2 separate regions of the Triticum aestivum genome follow, and region 1 is linked to region 2. The links are chromatin contacts, called in public Hi-C maps. All regions are on one chromosome and are shown on one strand. The core of a region is the stretch at or near the end of the contact, and the rest is flanking DNA. Distances in the headings are between cores, read along the strand shown. Region 1 holds the start of LOC123045340 (protein MEI2-like 4). Region 2 holds the start of LOC123045338 (histone-lysine N-methyltransferase SETD1B).

Region 1 (6,732 bases), core at 2,653-5,152, 980 kb before region 2:
TGTTCATTTTTTGCTTTCATTGGTTGTACCTTGTGCCATCTCAGTACCTTCCTCTAATAAAAAATAACAGCATTCTAAAGCGTGTTGGAGAAAAAAGAACTTCATGAAGGGTAGCCGACACAAGGTGTGTAATAAGACTCTTCGAAAAGCAAAGGCACTAGAAGCACTAAAAATGGACAGATGCGCAAAATTACGGTCACAGTATTACCGTTTACCGTCGCCCGCGCAGCAGCGCTCTAATCTGATTTTCTTTCCTGCAATATCTCTCATGTTCAAAGCATAAAGTGCAGCTTCTGCTGCTCTGGTATCAAAAAACTCAACGTATTTGTGATGGCCGTTTTGTGATGCCCCGTGAATCTGATAAACAAGGAAGTTAGTATCTCTGTATCTGTAGTGTACTAGCTGACATAAGAGTTGGTTAGTGCGCGGCCCATACCGCCTTGATTTCACCATAGCCACCAAATATATGACGAAGATCATCATTAGTTACAGACTGGTCTAGGTTAATCACTGCAAGCGTGCCCTGGTTGTTATCATTCTCCAAAGGGTTCTCCTATTGGAACAAAGTCAGCATTAGAATGTGAACATCCTTGCAAGTATAAATACATTTCCAGTGCCAATTAAGTACCAATACAACAAATAATGGCAAGCAAACATCGTAGTAATATCACATTAAGTAATGTCAAAGCACCACATCATATCAAGACAGAATGGCATTTATATCAAGGAAATACCTTTGGGATGGAGTAATGTGTCTCAAGTTTCCACTGCCTGAATGGCTTGCTTTGAAGCGCTTCCATGGCACGTTCTGCCGATCTTATATCATAGTAAGATATCATCACTAAACCATGATGTTTGTAGGCAGTGTAAAGTGTTCGGATGTCTCCATATTGCTACAAAGAAAATAAATGCTATCAGGTGAAATATATTGCCTTCAAAGTTGGGACAAAGTCAAGCTGGAAGATGAAACTTACCTCAAATAGGAGTTTCAATTCAGTATCCTCAACATTGATATTAATGTTTCTAATGGAAAGGGTTCTCGAGGGGTTTTCGCCATACAGTAGGCCATTGAACCCAGTCTGACCGGTGTTGGCTCCACCGTTAAGTTTTAGCAATTTGTTATTTTCATCAGCTTCCAATTCCATTCCACCTCCAGTAGAGAATATATCATCATCAATGTCATCCATGTTATTAGCACGGGCAGGGTGACCCACATTATAAAGAACACCTGACAATAAGTCGTCATCATCAGGGAGGAGATTGCCAATTACTTGTGCCTCAATTTCCTGAGTTAATTCAAAAGGCTCGTCATCTGCATGGTTGAGTTCCTTTTCAGCTGGCTGGCCAACAAGGCCATTCTTAGGTGTTAGTCTCACTGCACATCAGCAAATGAAAAGTAGTTTAATATTAAGCACTAATATTACTGCGGATTGTCTCTTTTCTCACTTGGATTTAGCATGAAAAGCACAGGACAGACTCTCATTTCTCAATTGGATGTAGCATGAAAAGCTCAGGCCAGATTGTCTCGTTTCTCACTTGGATGTAGCAAGAAAAGCTCAGATTTCACTGAAGTGAAACAGTCAATAAAAGCAAACAAGCTTCTTATTAATAAGCAAATAAAAATATTTTCCTTATCTTCTTTTGTTTACCCTTTCCATTATCTACATACTATTATTTATATGAACTGAAGGGAGGAGTACCATATCGGATGGACGCAGTTTATAGTTCAGTGTTATGGAGTACTATAATAAATGAAATAAAAACTGCAAGAGACAAGGATCAAGGGCTTACATTTGTTGTCAAAAATGTCTGGAAGGGAGCTTGAGAAAAGTCCATTCTCATATTGGGTCATATTTAAATGTCCCTTTCTAGCATTAGGAAATAAAGCCAACGGCTTCGAAAATGAATCATGTTGTTGTAGAGGATCTTGATCAGCCCTCCAGGGGGTTGGCGGCAGGTTAACATGCCTTTGATGGCCCAACAACTTGCGCTCACCAAAGGGAGTTTTCTGGTCCATCAACTTGTATGGCTCCATAAGCCCTAATTGATGCACAACCTTTGGCCAATAGCCTTTGGCTTTTCGACCGGAGAAGATGCAGCAGACCTACTTCCCGAAATCAATGTATATTTTTTCTGTTTTTCAAAACAAGAAATAAATCAGCCATAAAAACGAACGCAAACACTGAGCGCAAAGAGAAGTGATGAAGCAACATCAGAATTATTTAATGGAAGAATCATTGTAGGCAGCATCCATGCGCATCTGTCAATAATCGATACCCAATCACCCCTGTGAGACCATGTGCCTTCCAATTCAGCTGCTTCACCCATATATAGCAAGACAGCTACCTTAAGCTACCTGGAAACAACGATACACATCCACCAATCTTGCTCGATCAATTGTCCCATATGTGGAACCTCGGATGCCCCCACATATCCGTAAACTGTAACAGTGTTCTGCTGGGTCACATTTTATTTAGTCCGAGAGAAACTACCCGAAGAATAAACTAATAAGCACCTACAAATTACACGAATGTTCAGGTAGTCACTAACATGCTCAGGAAAACATTCCTGCCTGAAATGTCTAACAGGCCTCTATAAAAAGAATTCGATAATGATGAAGAAATTAACCTAGGTCTAGTTGTTAATGATACTGACCAAGTCACCCCAAAACTGAACCAATTAGTACCCCCTACCACAAAGTAGAGTAAGAAAGAATGCAGTCCATCATTAGACATCATTTAAGGATATCGGGCAATAATGGCTATTGCAGTTGGCTTACCACATGGGAGAAGACGATTCGGACTCCACGGGGAGGTGGAATGGGGGCATGTGGTGCCTCTGCTCCATGATTCTAGCTGGCATCCTGCTAGCACCTTGCAAGATAGACAGATGCCAAGTTTCAACACCTCAGGTAGCTCGACTGAAGCGGATCAAAGAATAAACGCGAGAAACTGCTAAACAAATGCAGTCCCGAGGCCTAGATTTGATCGACCATGAACCCAAAATCGAACTCACGAGACCGGCTACGGAACACTGGAGAAATTCTGCAAAATTTAGGACCGGAACAACTCGAATTGAACGATTAAAAAAGGTTATGCAAAATTCCGGGCAGAACTCTGTGCTCCCAAACTAATTAGCCATAAAACAGCGCAAAAGACGACGGGAAATTTAATGCTCCTCGTCCTCGACGAGCTCGAAAGAGCACAAGAAAGTTGTGATCAAAATAAAAAGGCAGAAGAGACCAAAATACTGCCCAACCGCATCAAAGTATCCCCCGAACCCGAGCACAGATCACACAAAGCGAGAAAAATACGCACAAAATTACCCCCAAACAAATAACTCCAGGAATTCAAACACCATTTTTCTCCACGAAAACAAAACGCACCCTGAATTTGCATGAAAACCCGCAAAAAAATTGGTAGAAACGGAAGAATTTGTAGGCTCACCAGATCGGCAGTCGAGATCCGCTTCAGCTTGTCGCGGCCAGGAGCTTACCGCAACACGCAACCCGTGGCCGCGCCCGGAAGAGACGGCTCCATGGCGCAAGCCAAAACGGCTCCCCCGGAGCTCACAGGAGGGCGGATCACCCAGCGCGCAGCGACGGCACAGCTAATGCCCTCAGCGGGGGGGGCGAGGCGAGCTCAGAGAGCGAGCTCCATCCTCACGCACGCGCGCACCTAACCCTAGCGAGCGAGCGCGGCAGCGGGCACCCCTCCACTCCTCATTCTTCGCTCCTCCTCCTAGGTATGCCGCCTCAGCGCCTCTCCGGCGAGGGAATTCCGGCTAGCTGGTGGTGGACTGGCGGTGGTGAGACGAGACGAGACGAAGCGGAGACGAAGGCCAAAAAAATCTAATTAAAAGAGCGGCGAAATGCTGTATTACTATATTATTTATTGGACTAAGTGGAAACGCGATACAGAAGGTGCGGGGCCTATATATACCGCTCCCGCTGTGGTCCCCACCGCGGTAGGCTCACCCGCGGCGCACCCCACCGCGGCGCCGGATAGCTCCTTCGCCATTCCGTTCGTGCCGAACGGCACATGTACCCGGGCCAGGGGCCCCACGTGTCAGTGAGTTGGCGTCGGTGTCAGACGTCGGGACCCACGTGGCTGCGCGTCGGCCCGGGTGGGAAGCGGCGTTTGGACGGGGACGGAATTATTTCGCGGAGGGGTGGGGGCTTGGCGCGGTGAGGTGACGCGGAGGTCACGTTCTCCGATTGTCTGGTGTGGGACAGGATAACGCTCACCAGTACGAGTTGTGTGGGGGTCGATCGGGACTGGACCGCTGGAGTTGCTGCCGCCGAACCACCGGGGATTTCGACGGCTCTTGCTGTTAGGTTGGCACGTTTATGCTGGTACCACCTTCCGTGTTCGAAGAACTCTGCTTCCAAAAACACTGGGAAAATTCAGTTTAGTGAGGAGTAGTATATTTGAAATCACGTCTCCAAACAAAATAAACTAGCTACTATTAGCATTTTCAAACAAGCCTAAAAATGCAACATTGATTGTTATTGATTGCCTTGAAAATTACGCTGTTCCTATTTACATTTTCAATACATTAAAGATAACAGATATAGGAAAAATAATTAAAATGATTATTTTTCGCATCTAATATGGGCAAATCATTTGATTCACGGCAAAAAAAATGTGACACACACCTAAATCACAGCATCCGACTCCGTGAACGCCCATAGACATCTGAGGTACTTTAAAACTGGCGAAAGAATCCCAGGTTCTGGGTTCTTTCGCCCTAGGTGAAACACTCGCGTTAATCCTAGGGATCAAACCCAGGTGGACTAGCTGGCCACCGCCAAGGCCAACCATTGAGCCAAGGGCTCGTTCTCGACAGCACTTTATGTTAGGTTGGCATGTTTGTACCCGTAGCAACTTCCATATTTCTTTTTCATTCAAACATTTTGATTCCTTCAAATTTAAACGTTTAACACATCAACCAAACATGCACATAGTTTTTAATAAGTTGCATGAACAAAAGCCTTTAACCAAGGCATGTACATATCACATGTTGCCGGCATGTGCATCGTCCCCTTCTCCTTTGGCATTCTTGTTGTCCCCTCCTCCTTCGGCGTGTGTACCCTCCCCCCCCCAAAGGCCCTGGAACGTACATCGTATACCAAAATTCTCGATCCAACATAATGAACAGATTCTACTCGGTTATGTGTTCACTTATCGCATGATAATCTTGAACTTTGAACCTATGGGCCTCCATCTCTTCCCGACATCATGCGCACTCTTGCATTTTTTCAAAAAGGGGAGCAAGCCCTAGCCTCTGCATCAAGCGATGCACACAGACATATTATTATTTATTCAACAAAATTCTGACAAGAACATAAATCAAACAATCTGAAGTCACCACCCACACCTACAAACTCGACAATGGGGAATGCCCTCACACCCCACCATCTAGAGCCGAGGTCACCGTCGATCCGCGCACATGACATACCAGGAGGAAACACCTGGTGCAATAGAGTCAAAGCATACACCACCTACACATACTTTAGAAGCTGCCGCCACCGCCATCGTACCCCTTACCCATCTTCAGGAAAGAGATCCACATCATCCTTGCGAGGCTAGTCAGCCGTCGACATTGTAAGTGCATATTACAATGAACTATCACCGAAGTCTAAAACACAAGCTTGAGCTATGAAACCGTCTAGTTTACAACCCTGAACTTTGAAAACCGGACAAAAGACAACCCTCTGATGGTTTTTGACTGTCAACCATCTAGTCAGCGTCCAGTCAACCACATGTCATACAACCTAGCCATGTTTGGTCAAATTTTGGCCAAAAAAAAGTTTCCAGGAAAATTTGAAAATATTCTCAAAAAACTACATAACCATTATATTCAATCTGGGAAAGTTTCAACAAATGTTGCCAGGTAGAAAAAAAATTGAAGCTAAAATTCATATTCGGATCCATTTTTCGTCAAATTTTGGCCAAAAAAAAGTTTCCAAAAAACTTTTATAAAGAACTCAAAAACCCAAACAACCTTTATATTCAATATAGGAAAGCTTTAACAATTTTTGCCAAGTAGAAAGACAACTAGAGCAAAAATTAAATTCAGATCCATCTTTGGTCAAATGTTGGCAAAAAATAAGTTTCCATAAAAATTCGAACAAAATCTGAAAAATCCACATAATCTTTATATACAATCTGGAAAGTTTCAAAAAATGCCAAGTAGAAAAAAATTAGAATGAAAATTCGGAAGCATGGTGACATGGCGCAGACTAGATGCTGACTAGATGGTCAATAGTTAAAACCGGTCAACATTAGTGAAAAATCACCATGGGGTTGTCTTTTGTCCGGTTTTCAAAGTTCAGGGTTGTTAATTAGACAGTTTCGTAGTTTAGGGTTGTGTTTTAGACTTCGGTGATAGTTCGAGGTTGGAATATGGACTTATCTCTTCTTCAAAAGACAATTTTAGAAGAAAAAATACTAATATCTACAATATCAAATTTGTATCATTAGATCCATCACGAAATGTATTTTCATATTTTATTTATTTTGTATCATAGATATCAATATTTTATTCTATAATCTTGGTCAAAGATACACAAGTTTGATATCGGTACACCTTATATTCTGGAATAGAGGGAGTATAGTCTTTGCTGATAGACTCTTCTAGAGGGGTTGGTGGTGCTCGTCGCTCAAAGAAGCAGGAGATGGTGATGGCAAGGGAAAGTTAATTCGCTAGGACCATGTTGGTAAGGGTTCT
Region 2 (7,170 bases), core at 2,830-5,329:
ATCTTATAAACATTAAATATTTAAAGTTTTGTATCAGTCCTACTTTCTAAAATCCGAAAATATACTAAAATCATCACAGAAATTTCTCAAGTAAGAATATTAAAGGCTACCCGTGTCATTCAACCCTGCTAGATGGTGAATGCTATTGCTATTTTTTTTTCTCAAAGATGCCTCAGTTTCATTAAGAAGAAAGTTCAATAGACCAAAATTACATATCATTTCTTCTTTTGTAAGAAAAACTGACCGCAGGCAGCAAACACAGATGTTCAGCCTGTTTTCAGTAGACAATATAGTGAATACTTTGGCAGTTAACAAGTACACAAAGCGCGCTTAAGAAGCGATAGTTTTGAACCTGAACTTATAAAAGAAAATGAACCAAATCGTGCTGAAAGTATCTTCGGCATCAAATCCACCAGGTTTGAGATGTTCACAGGAGCATGTCAGTTTCAGGCAGCTATAATTCATAATTGTTTGCCACACTGTAACGTTTCAGGCAGCGCTAATTCAGAAACATTGCCCATGATGTTAATCTGTTGACCAGGGTCCTTTTCTAGCTACTTCTAGTGATTAATAAACTATATTATGGTCAATCCACTTGGAATTTTATTGGGAAAATTGACCAGCCTCATTTTCAGTTGAAGTCTTGCACAGATTCTGAAATGACCAAAAGTATTCATGGTATTCACTCTATTCACTTCACTGACAATCTAGCATGACTCTAGTCTCTTCCTTTGCTTATAAACTAGCTGGTACCTCATTTTTACATGTCGATTTTTTAGTTATTCTTATCATCACTACCTCTGCCCACTAATTTAAGCCGTTTGGCAGTTCAGATTGAACTGCCAAATCGTCTTACATTAGTGAACAGATGATGTAACATGCAACTCACAAAGAAATCAAAAGCATAAGAACACAGAGCCCAGAATTTTAGATTCGCTTATGAGAGTTGAGAAGAAACGAGAGTTATTATACTTACCTTATTTCAGCAAGATGAAGTTCTCCCAAATCAACAAATACAACGCCTAAATTTAAGCATGATGTGCAAGCAGTGCAAGACAAACAACAGCGCTACCTAACAATCCAAATTTTTAACAGCAGGGACATCCAAAGGCAAGCAACAAGAAGAAATTAGAATTACCGATGAGCCGCCACTACCGCAGGGTGGGCAGAAGAGGCAGCGCAGCGATGATGCCCCAGGAGAAACCGCTGACCTGCAGGGCAAGCTTGTTGAGATTCTAGACCGGAGCAGCCGGATGGTGGCGGCGCAGCTGGAGGCGCAGAACATCAACTGCCAACTGGATAGGGAGCAGAGGAAGGACCAAGTGAGCAGCTTGCTAGGTGTGCTTGGCAAGGTGGCTGATGCCCTCTACAGAATTGCTGACAAGCTGTAGTTTGCCGCTGTAAACGTCTTGAGCAAAGTAAATAATTACTGCAAATAAGAAGGGAAATAGCATGAAATTATAAGAATGTACAGATTGGTAGAGTATCTCGGCATTCGGTTTTTCTTGTAGACTGGTTCTGAAATTTAGTCAGAAACCTGAAGGAGATGGCCTGTTTTCCTCATGGGAGATGCAAAAGCTTGATAACATTTGTTGTACATCAAAAGGGCACAACCTTGTGTATTCTGGTGAATCTGAATCCAGGGGAGGAATCTTGGTGCTTAATTGTGGACTGCAGGGATGTTCTGTCCCTCTTCAAGTTGATTCTTCAATGCAAAGTAGAACATTATGTTTGTCACGAAACTATAAAATAAAGGGAAGCAAAAGATGGTTCAGCATACACTGCTCGTCACTGTAATCTACTGAATTCTAGGAGTGCAACTGCATCAACCACAGCTACCAGTACAAGAAATTCAAACGTGAATTAACAACTATAAATAAAACCGTAATTAACAACAGCTGGTCAGCTCGGATCACAAAACCGAGGCATAGGTACAACAAAATATCCACTAAACACATGTAGCATCATCGAGAACTTTTAAACTTGTAAATTTTCTTAAACATGCATTGACAAAGGGCTCCAGAATATCAGCTTTACTCATCATCTGCTCTACTTGACCTGTAACGCCGGGAGTTCATCTTAGAGTTGGTCTGCATCAGTGCTGGTGGTGGTGGTGATGCTTTAGGGTCATCTTCATCCATCTCACATTGGTCAGTTCCGTCAGAGGCTACTGCTGCTGCTGCACTAATGAGAGATGGGTTTGCACCACTAAATCTGGGGCCCTCATCCACCACCATGGCATCAACTGACTTCTTCCTAGGGATGAATGTGACTGAACTAGGAATCTCAGCAGGTGTCTCAGGCTGCATCTTGTTGGGATCTGATCTGCCTAACAGATTGTGCAAGTCTGCAAGAGCTCTCCCGTTAGATTCGTCAGTACTCTCTGGTGTCTCCAGAGTGTAACATGTGTACTTTGAAGGGTTCCTAACATAGTCAGGAACCCCAGATGGCGTGGAGGAGTTGCCCTTTGTTGTGACCACATCCATGGACTGAGGAACCATGGGAGAATCTTCATCATGTTCAAGAAGCTCCACTGGTTGTTCTTTAACATCGGCATTAAACCTCACACGTTTCCTTGGTTTTGAATCGGCTTGCTCCTCCTTCCTCTTCAGTATAGGTTTCACGCTGATATCCTGAGCTCTCATTGCTTGCATTCCAGCAGTTGGACACTCCTTGGTTTGAGTTGGAGAATGAAGGCCAATTTTAACCGAACCATTGTCTTCTCTGAGCCTTGCAGATGCTGCATCAAGATCTGCCCGAGGATCCTTAGATAAACCGCAGATCTCATCAATGGTATCATCAAGGAGGTCAGGCACTACAGTATTGATGCTCATATTAATGCCCTCATCCATGATTTCACTCATGTACACACGTTCTGCAGCATCTTCTTTACCAAATGCTGCTCTATCATATTTGTCCTCCTCTTCCTGAAAGATAACACACCCAATCAGAACAAGGTGCAAATAGATAGGTATGCCAAATACAAAAGCAAAAGCTCCTTACCTGCATTTAGTATCAGATTTAGATAATTTTAGCGTTTTCATGTTAAAGTCATCTTATATAAGTCTACAAACAGTCTGGTTTGCTTTATGATTTATCTTAGTACTAGTAATTAGCAAAAGCAGACGGCCTTCAAAAGAAATGAACAGTCCTTAAGGTTCCATTGGAACTGTGGAATAGACTCTTATCATCCCCTGCGGCATTTCCCTTGAGAAAGACCCCATTACAAAAATCAAAAGCGAAAATCACAACAAGCAAACAACATGAAGTGAGCAAATTGATGACAACGATACTCCAATCCCCCATACTTAGCACTTTTTCTATCCCGCTAGGTGACTGGAGATCAATACACTCTACAGATGAAACGTTTCTTCAGCAAGCAGTAGGGTATGAGTAGCAAATGAAGAAGCCAAATCGGCCTTACTATCTTGATCAATGCCCTAATTTCCACAAGCAATACAGCATCGAATAGCAAATGGCCAAATCAAATAAAATCGAAAGTTATTTTTCTCTCACCTCCCGATCCAGAGTCGGGTCAAGGCCGATCGAAACCCTAACCTCCTCTTCCTCGTCCTGCTCCTCCTTCCTATGGTCCTCGCCCTTCACATCCTCCTCATCCTCGTCATCATCTTCGGGGTCGTCCTCAAAGTCCTGCTTGGACCGCCGCCTCCGGCCGCGGAGGCACCCGTTGGCATCGTAGAACGCGGACGAGCACGGCGTGTCGGCGCGCTCGGCCGCGGCGCGCTCCTCCTCCTCGTCGCGCGCCTCCGACGGGCGCGCCCAGCGCTGGCGCTCAACATCTCCGGCGGCGACGGACCAGGAAGCTGCCGGGAAGGAGGAGCTCGGGACGTCGCCGAAGAGACGCGACCCGAAGAGGCGCTTCACCCGCTCCTCGAACCCCTCCCCGGCTCCGCCGCCGCCTCCTCCTCCGCCCCCCTCGGCCGCCATGGATCGGACGCGAGGCAGCGAACCAATCTTACAGAAGCTTCTCGAAAGTTCCTCTCGGCCCGGCCGTGCGCTGTGGGTTTGAGATGGGGGTTTGCTTCGAGTCTGAGAGGCTTGCGAGGTTTGAAGTTGAAGACGGCAACTCGCGGTCGATAATCGTTTCCGGCTTGGGCTTGGGCCCGGGCTATGGTGTCGGTAACCAAACGGGCTAGAACGTCACATGCACAGTTAATACTCCTATTTTCTAGAAAAGCAAAAAAGAAGCCCTAGAAAAAAGCAAAAAAGTACAGTAGTATAGTAGTATTACTTTTCCTCCTCAAAAAATTACCCCTAATGAACTCTAAAAGAGGATAAACCAGCCCCTAAACTTTGCCGTATCAGATCAATCAGCCCCTATACTTTGCCATATGGGATCAATCAGTAATCAGCTCAGATTTTGCACATGATTGCAGATGGGTTTGGATGTAAAGGCATTTCCAACATCGACCCTTAAACCATCTACTTATAACCGGACCGCGCTATTCGGATATTTTTTTTTCATACCGGAGACAAAGTGAGGGGTTTTGCCGGCGCCCGGACCACTGCACGCACGTTCCTGACTACCCAGGCCCATAAAAAAAACCACGCCCGCGCGCGTTCCGGCCCGGCGCCAACTGTCCTCATTCATGCCGCTGGAGAGCGGCCGCTCCTCATTGACGCCGGTGCAAAACGGCCGCGACCTCTTATTGTCGGCATTGAAGCGGTGCGCTGGCCGAGACAGTGTCGCCCGCTGCACGCCCGACTGAACACGTCTCCTCGCCACATTCAAACGGCCATAGACTGCCCGCCTTCCTCCATTAAACCCGTGTGTGTGCCGAGAAATCTACTCCGACCACACGTCCGTTCGTGAGCCACCCGTCATGGAACACAACGCCGGTTGGCTCCGGTCGTCGGCCCACTATTTAAACAGCGTCAGACGCCGGGCAAAAATCGCACCACACTCCACTCCCATATCCTTCTTGCACCATTTTCTCCACAATATCCATGGCATCCGACAAGCAGGGAGAGGAGTTCTCCGGCATAAAATCCGGTTGGATGGCCCGTCGAGACCGCAGGATACAAGGCAAGGAACTCTCTACTCCATCACCCTCGACGCTCCAGGCTGCTGCAGGCCAGCTTGTGGATGCAGAAGGTCCAAGCCGCTCCATCGTTCAACAATTCGCCACTCCAAGCCAGCTCGTCGACGAGTGGCAGGTTGCTCCAGGCCGACACGTGGGGGAGCATGGCGGCACAGGCATTGTGGTTGTCATGGACAACATCGTGTCGTACCGCTCCTCCCGTGTCTGCAACCGCTCCATCCGTCGTCAATATACGCATAACCACGCCCTGCCGGCGGAGAAAGAAGTCGGCTTCGCAGAGATGGACGAAATGATGGCCAGCACGTCTGCACCCGCCGCCATCATCGAGGAGAAGTAGAACATGGGTGAAAGCACAAGTGCTCCATGGGTGATTTTGGTAATTAATGTCAACACATCTTTTGTTGGACTAATAGTTTTATCTAGTATGTTTCAGATAAGTTCAATAGTGGAGTGGCAAGGACAAGAGGGTGTGGAATTCCTTCAAAATGCTAAGGACAATGATTGCCAAAAGCTCAAGACTCTTCATTTTTGTTTAAGTGATCTAATATAACACTGAGTCCATAGGGAAGCCAATACTATTAAAACGGGATGAGGTGTTGCATAATGGTCTACTTGCTCAAAGTGCATAGTGGTATTGCTCCAAAACCATCAGCCACTCTCTTCACCCAAATATGTCCAAAACCCTAAACTCCAACTCGGCCCCACCGTTATCTTTCATCCAGAGCCACCGAGTTCATCATGACATAGCCACTTCCAGAAACCCTAACAGTTCGGTCACACCGATACGGATCTTGGTCCCACCGAGATGGCCTTGCTAACACTCTGTGACTTGTCGCATTCACTTCGGTCTCATCGAGTTGTTGCAATCGGTCCCACCGAGTTGGCTTGACAGATTCTCTGTTGCTCGTTGCACTCACTTTGGTCTCACCGAGTTAATGCAATCGGTACCATCGAGATGAAGTTTTCCCTAAGCCCTAGCACATCGGTCCCACCGAGTTGTTCCAGTCGGTCTCACCGAGATTCCTAACATTCATATTTTTTAACAGATCGGTGCCACCGAGTTCGTAATCGGTGCCACCGAGATGAGTCAAAAATGTGTAACGGTTAGATCTTGTGTGGAGGCTATATATACCCCTCCACCCCTTCTCCCTCATTTAGGAGAGCCATCAGAACGTGCCTACACTTTCACCATTCATTTTCTGAGAGAGAACCACCTACTCATGTGTTGAGATCAAGAGATTCCATTCCAACCATTTGAACCTTGATCTCTAGCCTTCCCCAAGTTGCTTTCCACTAAAATTCTTCTTCCACCATAACCAAATCTGTGAGAGAGAGTTGAGTGTTGGGGAGACTATCATTTGAAGCACAAGAGCAAGGAGTTCATCATCAACACACCGTCTATTAGCTTTTTGAGAGTGGTGTCTCCTAGATTTATTAGGTGTCGCTTAGGAGCCTCCATCGTGATGTGGAGTTGAACCAAGAAAATTGTAAGGGCAAGGAGATCGCCTACTTCGTGAAGATCTACCTGAGTGAGGCAAGTCCTTCGTGGGCGATGACCATGGTGGGATAGACAAGGTTGCTTCTTCGTGGACCCTTCGTGGGTGGAGCCCTCTGTGGACTCGCGCAACTGTTACCCTCCGTGGGTTGAAGTCTCCATCAACGTGGATGTACGATAGCACCACCTATCGGAACCACTCCAAAAGTTCTCTGCATCTCCATTGCGTTTGCACACTCCAATCCCATCCCTTTACATTCTTGCAAATTGCATGCTTTACCCTTTCCGTTGCCTATACTCTTGTCATGCTTGCTTGAAATATATTGTGTGTGCCTTTAACATGTGCTAAACTCAACCTTAACTTGAAGAAAGTAAAAGCTGCAACTTTTGCTCGTTAAGGGTCTAATCACCCCGCTCTAGACCGCTCTTATCGATCCTTTCAATGGGAGGCCGCCGTTGCTTGGGTCCCATGAAGGCCACCACTGAGGCGATGCCAGCATACACAGCTGGTGTCTTGCCCGGTCGCAGGCCACCGTCGTCTCCTCTCCCTCCGGCTAAAGCATATCCTAGCGGTTCCACTCTGATGAGCGGTGTTGCCGAACATGGGGAAGC

What was found. A called contact is a pair of places that touch in the nucleus more often than the background predicts.
Region 1: a contact with region 2 is called in a Hi-C map of leaf, with 4 times the contacts expected there. The contact joins the promoter of LOC123045340 here to the promoter of LOC123045338 in region 2. A contact is called at or near these places in 2 of 5 Hi-C or Micro-C datasets (both in leaf).

What each region holds. Positions count from the first base shown.
Region 1 is chr2B:442,069,505-442,076,236 of IWGSC CS RefSeq v2.1, reverse strand. It overlaps LOC123045340 (protein MEI2-like 4), which reads right to left and starts at 3,902. Exons shown (of 14, transcript XM_044468346.1): 1 at 3,447-3,902; 2 at 2,780-2,863; 3 at 1,792-2,133; 4 at 975-1,375; 5 at 735-893; 6 at 437-553; 7 at 209-357. The coding sequence starts at 2,035.
Region 2 is chr2B:441,094,062-441,101,231 of IWGSC CS RefSeq v2.1, reverse strand. LOC123045338 (histone-lysine N-methyltransferase SETD1B) reads right to left here and starts at 4,079. Exons shown (of 2, transcript XM_044468341.1): 1 at 3,517-4,079; 2 at 1,852-2,927. The coding sequence starts at 3,948. The coding sequence ends at 2,034. LOC123045339 (trihelix transcription factor ASR3) reads left to right here. Exons shown (of 3, transcript XM_044468343.1): 3 at 1,099-1,605. The coding sequence ends at 1,391.